Linked DNA regions of Rattus norvegicus: region 2 is linked to region 1. A link is a contact called in public Hi-C data. All regions are on one chromosome and are shown on one strand. Each heading gives the region's core, a stretch centred on a gene start, on an enhancer-like site or on the middle of the called end of the contact. The rest is flanking DNA. Distances are from core to core; before and after follow the strand shown. Region 1 has its middle 4.5 kb from the start of Rnu12-2l. Region 2 has its middle 110 kb from the start of Psat1.

Region 1 (3,194 bases), core at 469-2,968:
AGCCACACAAATCATTCAGCTGACAGATACTCATGCTTAATTCCTATTTATATTTTTGCTACCTCAAATAAAATCTCTCTCCACTCGGCTTGTGAGGTGATGCATGGGTAGCTACCAAGTGCGGGGCATAGTCCCCACCCAGTCTTGGGTGCTCGTTGCCTTTTCATCTTCTCTGAGAGGACAGTTTTACTCCTAGTCATGAGGCTAATTTGACAATGACATCATGCACAGTTGAATCATTATTCCTTTTTCCAGAAAACCAGGTTTTCAGGGAAAAACAAAACAAACCAAGAGGTCTCTTTCCAGGTTTGCAAATTTTTTGTCCCCAAAGAAATCCTGTTCATTTGTTTGTGTTGTTCTTTTCTTTGTGTGTGTGTGTGTGTGTGTGTGTGTGTGTGAGAGAGAGAGAGAGAGAGAGAGAGAGAGAGACAGAGACAGAGACAGAGACAGAGAGACAGAGAGATACCATAAGAACAATATGGCTATTTTGTTAATCCTTTAAAACTCTGACCCATACATAATTTGAGCATGGACTGCTCAATAAAAGTCACTGACATGGGGGGTTGGGGATTTAGCTCAGTGGTAGAGCGCTTGCCTAGGAAGCGCAAGGCCCTGGGTTCGGTCCCCAGCTCCGAAAAAAAAAAGAACCAAAAAAAAAAAAAAAAAGTCACTGACATGTTCTATTAAAGGAATCACAATGCTAAAGCCACCAATCTATTGTTTATTTGCTTTAAAGGAGACAGACTTTGCAAGCAGATAAGTCTACAAATTAAAAAAAAAATTGTATATAATTGTTAATAGGTACTATTTCTAGGCATAATTACATATTTTAAATCTAGAGATGAGGTAGGTGTTTCTTGAAATCCAGAGCAACAACGGAACCCTTTTTAGTGGTTTAAACACACATAATTAGCAGTTTAATTTCCTCTGTGGCTAAGTTAGCCGTAAGATTTCATTTAATAACAAGCACAATTTTATAGCCCCAAGTAAGCGCCTGAGCCAGCGTCAGCTCAGCACTGCCCTCTGCTGGTCCTCAGCCGACTCATGCCACCCTGCTCAGGGCAAAAGCATCTAACTTGCAAATTGCAACAAGGCTGCCTGGAAATTAATTGCGAGAGAAATGGAGAAATATAATTCATCTTAAAACTCTCCTAATGAGGCTTTTATTTTTAACAGAACAAGCCCCAAAAGTCAGAAAGTATAACCCTAGATGTCTTTCCTCCGGTCTCTCATACAGCCATTATCATAATAGGCTTGAAGCAGGTGTGTCTTTCTCACCGCTCAGCACAATTACAGATGATGTCCAGTATTTCCACACATGAGATGTCCCCAAACCACTGGTTTTCAAAACAGCAGTTTGTCATCCCTTAAATAACCCGAATAAGCATGGTTCCCCTTACGTTTGGCCTTATGTCTTACATCTTACGTCCAAGTTGGCCTTATTTCTTGGTCTCTTTATTCAATTATTTTGAACACAGTAATGAAATTTTTTCCGTACCCAGACTGCAGCCACTTTTTGTTAGCACCAACTAGAGCTGACTACAGAAATAAAGACATGTCCGGAAGGCTCCTGCTAACAAGCTGACAAACGTCAAAGCTGCCGTGTTCTCCCAGCCTTCTCTTTTCATCAGAACAGGGAGGACTGACCATTATCTCAGCCCTTCCATTCAACATTCCAAAAGGGAAATATGCTGTCATCATATTGTAGCAAATAGTTGTCTGCAACGGGAGTCAGAAGAATTCACTAGGGCTTAAATAAAGCAAATCCTCCCATTGGAAACGCAAGTACAATGAAAGGCCAAGCAGCTGCAGTGTGTGTGCTCTGTTGGCACTGTCCTCTCTGTGTCCCGCCTGCTACCTCCAGTAGGCTATGGGGCTATGAATAGGGAGAGATTGCCATCAAAGCTTTTTAAATCATAATTTATCAAATTTTGACTTGGGTTAAAACTGGGATTCAAAAGTCTGCTGTGTGTGGCTGAGACTCAAATACATTTCTTCTACTTCCTGACTCTTGTATACTGGAGGTGATAATATGACTCATCCAGCATTTCATGCGGTTTAAATTAGATACCTTATGAAAGTGCATGAAGTCGTGCAACTTCAATAGTGTGGCTTCTGAACTGGAGGCAGAGCCAGACTCAGGAGAGGCATGATACAGCAGGAGAAAAGGGAAAGGAATTTTTGCCAAGACTCTTCAGTTCCCATCATTACCAATAGCCCTGGGAAAGACACTTTAATTTCTTTAAACTTCAGTTCTTCAGCAAGTCCTGCCCACAGCATTATGGGAACTGTAGAGGAAAGGCATCTACATAGAGCTTTGCATGTCAAATGTGCCAATAAACAGTGGATGGTAGTAGGTGGGGGGAGGGGGGACAGAGCTGATATGGCAACCTATTTGAAGTCCTGGATTTATCACCTTGGCTGTCCTATGTCCTTGCACAATACATAGCTAACCATGATTGTTCTCTTTTAGTTTACACAAGGATTAAATGTTTTTTTTCCCTAAATGACTGATGGTGGTATTGCTATTGGTAAAATATTTTGTCTGAGGTTCTAGAAAATATCTAACATATCCTCAGTGGAGCTTCAGTGGGCTCTGTGCCCAGTGGCTAAGGAAGAACCTTTTCAACTGGCTTACAGAATTCTTGACTATTATCACTTCGGAAAGGGCAGCAATGCAAAGAAGTGAAAGCCCTAGTCTAAGCGCACCACTTCAGCTTTTGCTTGTAGACCAGTGCTTCCCAAGGAACAATTAAGGAACCTCCTGGGTAGAAGTGTGTTGCTCCACATGGCTCTGTCGTACTCAGAAGGAGAGCAAGATGCAAAGACAGCCAGACATTCACTCTAGTAAAGCTTTAAAGGAGGCCAAGCATAGTGCTGGTCTGTGCTGTCTAGGTTTGAAATAATTAAGAAACAGACATAAGCCCGATGCAGTTGGACATGTCTGTAGTCCCAGCTACACTCATGGCTGAGGAGGACTAAGTCCAGAAGTCCAAGGCTAGCCTGGATGACATAGTAAGATCACTGTGTCTTAAGGAAAAACCAGAAGAAACAGGGATTAAACAGGGAAGTCGAAGATGATATAATTAGTTTTGTGATATTCAAAGATGAATTGGACAAGGTGTGATCCTGAGTGCTGTCTGGGTTGCTGGTTAAGAAAGAGACAGATGATCACAAGATACAGACAATCACTC
Region 2 (3,194 bases), core at 331-2,830, 830 kb after region 1:
TGTGTGTGTGTGTGTGTGTGTGTGTGTGTGTTCCATGTAATATCTCAGATACACTTTTAATAGAAGAACATAGCTGATTATCTAATTCAAAGTTAGACCAGTCTCCTTTCAGTTTTATGGCTGTTATTTTGCTAATTTGAGCCCAGAATAGATGAAAATATAAGAATTTTTATTACATCTGGATAACATGTCCACCACCCCAGCACAGGAGACCAAAGTCCACCTCATTAAAGACACGTGTCCCCTGAAGAAAACCAGGTACAAGCCTAGAAGGCACAGGATGGACTTCGATCAGCCAAACACAGCAGATGTGCCCAAACTTGAAGTGGGCGTGGCTACGGAAAAGGAGCATATGGTTTCAAAGGTTTCCGGGGACTGGGTGCTATGGGCCGGCTGAATGGGAAAAGAAGCTTGTGCGGCTCCTTCTCAACCTCCCAAGTTTGCGTTTTCACCCGTACACATTTGCCAGATTGCTTGAAAAAGGCAGCAGCTGTGGAAACTGACAGTTTACAGTTGTGATAAATCGCATTAGTGAAGTATTTCAATTAAAGTGATATCGGACTGAAAAAAAAAAAAAAACCAAAGTCATCCCTGAACAAATAAATTAGCACTTCAGTTCACGAAGCCTTCAAGTGGAAGATGTCAACAGCGCCTACCTGCCCGTTGTTTTGCTGATAGTTGCTGATACTTCCCTTGTAGGAATGACTCATAAGTCCCGCTAAAGGAGGACAATTAATTAGTCAAGATCAGTCAGTAACTAGGTATTTGTTTCATTCCTGACCAACAGCCAAATTTGGTCTCAGATCAGTCTGAAATGTCCCTAATGGTTTGTCAGAGAGCCTTCCTGTGAGGTCCCAGCACAGCCCACCAGCAGGTCAGCCAGGCCACACAGGACTGGGCTCTCTTTCCCAAGCTAATTCATCTACATCGATAACACTTTCAAAAGCAACTCAGAGACTTGTCTTCCAGCTGACGTCTTTTCGCCTGCAGGGGATGAATGTGAGGAACTACAGCTCCCTTGTTCTCTCCGGGTAGGGCCAGCGCAGCCCACACTGCAAGCAGCAGGGTCCCTACAAAAGCCTTCTGTCAGCCTGGCCTCCTTTTCCTTCCCACCCATTCTCCTCCTCCAACATCACACCCGGTTCTCCAAATTCCCCACCCCAGCTTGAGTCTCAGCAGAATTTTTTCCTCTGCTAGCTAGTGATTTGGGCTAATTAGGTGGCTGCTTTCATTTACTTCAGCAGTTGGAAGAGGGGCTAAAATAGCATTGCCCCTGTTCGGGTTGGAAAAATAAATCATGCCCATTGTTACTCAAGATCTTCCTCTCCCCGCTTCTTCTCCCCCTCCTTCTGCCCCTCCCCGAATCAAGAAAATTAGCAGCTTCGTTCCTTTTCCTGGCATTCACTTCAGTGCAGCTAGCAGCACCCCGGAATGTGGCTTAAAGGTGTGTGGTCAGTACAATTGTTTGGAGATGTTTGTGCCAACAATGGGAGGAAATGCCTGTCTTCCAAAGGACACGGAGTGGCACTTGTCTTCCTTAGCCTAAGGCGGTCTTTACCAGCTGCCGCCAAGCCTGGCTTCTCGGGAAGATATACACCGCCATCTATTGGGCATGGAGGTTAACAGCAATGCTTTTCCATTCCACATTTGCTCGAGGCCACTGAAGGACAGACAACAAAGCTTCTAGTAAGTTTCTAAAAAATAAGCTAGTTCCTTGTACCTCGGAGTAAGACACGGTTTGCCTCTAAGGTTACAACGAAAGTGCGGTGCAACAGGCGAATAAAAACTCCGCGTGGGGCGCTTTCCGTGGTCCTGATTTCCAGGCCTCGTACAGTACTGTTAGTTGGCATTGTCTAAATGAGTTTGAGGCCCACCACTTTTTCATCTGACCTCAACTATCTTGGGCATCAGCGTTTCTGGGCCATGGTTCGTTCTCTCTCTCTCTCTCTCTCTCTCTCTCTCTCTCTCTCTCTCTCTCTCTCTCTCTCTCTCTCTCTCTCTCTCTCTCTCTGGATATTTTATTTATTTACACTTCAAATGTTATTTCCCCTTCCGGTTTTCCCTCAGAACCCCCTTATCTAATCCCCTCTCCCCCTGCCTCTATGAGAGTGCTCCCACTCACCCACCCCACCCACCTACTTCTGCCTCCCCGTCCTGGCATTCCTCTACACTGGGGCATCTAGCCTTCACAAGACCAAGGGCCTCTCCTCCCATGGATGCACAACAAGGCCATTCTTGGGCCTTGATACATATGTGACTGGAGCCATGGGTCACTCCATGTGTACCCTTTGGTTGATGGTTTAGTCCCCTGGGAGTCCCTGGGGGTCTGGCTGGTTGATATTGTTGTTCTTCCCATGGGGTCGAAAACCCCTTCAGCTCCTTCAGTCCTCTCTCTAACTCCTCCATTGGGGACCCGGTTCTCAGTCCAATGGTTGGCTGCGAGCATTCGCCTCTGTGTTTGTCAAGCTCTGGCAATGGTTCTTATCTTGTAAACCTTCTTATCACTCTTTTCTCACCCAAAACAAGCCCAGTTTCTAAGACTGCAAAGTATGGAGGGGCAGTCATAAGCTTCCTGAATTCGGGGACACTTGTCTGTGGACTGAGGATCAAATGCCAAGTCCTGAGGGCTGAAAGAAGCAACTCCCCTCCCCCCCCGACAATGCATGTTTTACTGTCTTTTATTTCATCCTATTCTGTATGCATGAAGGACACGCTTGCCTCCCTGGTTTCCATTTTTTAAAAACTCCTGATTTTATTAGCATTTGTGTAAAGAAGGAAGATCATATGCAACAAATCCACCCTAATATGGAGGGTTTGGTCTGTAGCTCTCCACCAGGGTGACTGGCAATCCCACGACATCCAAAGAGACTTTGCTATCATATTGGAACATTTTGGATTGACACAACCTGACCAGGTGTTGGGCATCCTACAGCATTCAGGAGAGACCCACCACAAACATACACAGCAAAGAGTTACCCAGCCCAATCTGTCAATAGCACAGATGCAGAAGTCTGCTTTAGGGTTAAAATAAGATCGCCCTCTGGTAATGGGGTTATGATAACATTGATTGTTCTCAAATGAGCCACACCACAGAGACGGAGGATAATTCTCCCTCTCCCAAGTCAGTATTTACTGCCTTTTTTTTCTTCTTTAGACTCTCCCATTTTAAACATAATTTAGCTGTCTTTTTTTTT

The links. Hi-C and Micro-C count contacts between places; a contact is called where the count stands out from the background.
Region 2: a contact with region 1 is called in a Hi-C map of Schwann cells, with 14 times the contacts expected there. The contact joins two enhancer-like sites. A contact is called at or near these places in 2 of 12 Hi-C or Micro-C datasets (Schwann cells and frontal cortex).

Annotation. Positions count from the first base shown.
Region 1 is chr1:221,710,278-221,713,471 of GRCr8, forward strand. No RefSeq gene overlaps it. Among named protein-coding and RNA genes, the nearest start is that of Rnu12-2l, 4.5 kb to the right of the region's middle. Within about 2 kb of position 1,719, at least 4 of the 93 cell types and tissues checked have an H3K27ac peak or open chromatin away from gene starts, as enhancers often do.
Region 2 is chr1:222,536,296-222,539,489 of GRCr8, forward strand. No RefSeq gene overlaps it. Among named protein-coding and RNA genes, the nearest start is that of Psat1, 110 kb to the right of the region's middle. Within about 2 kb of position 1,581, at least 51 of the 93 cell types and tissues checked have an H3K27ac peak or open chromatin away from gene starts, as enhancers often do.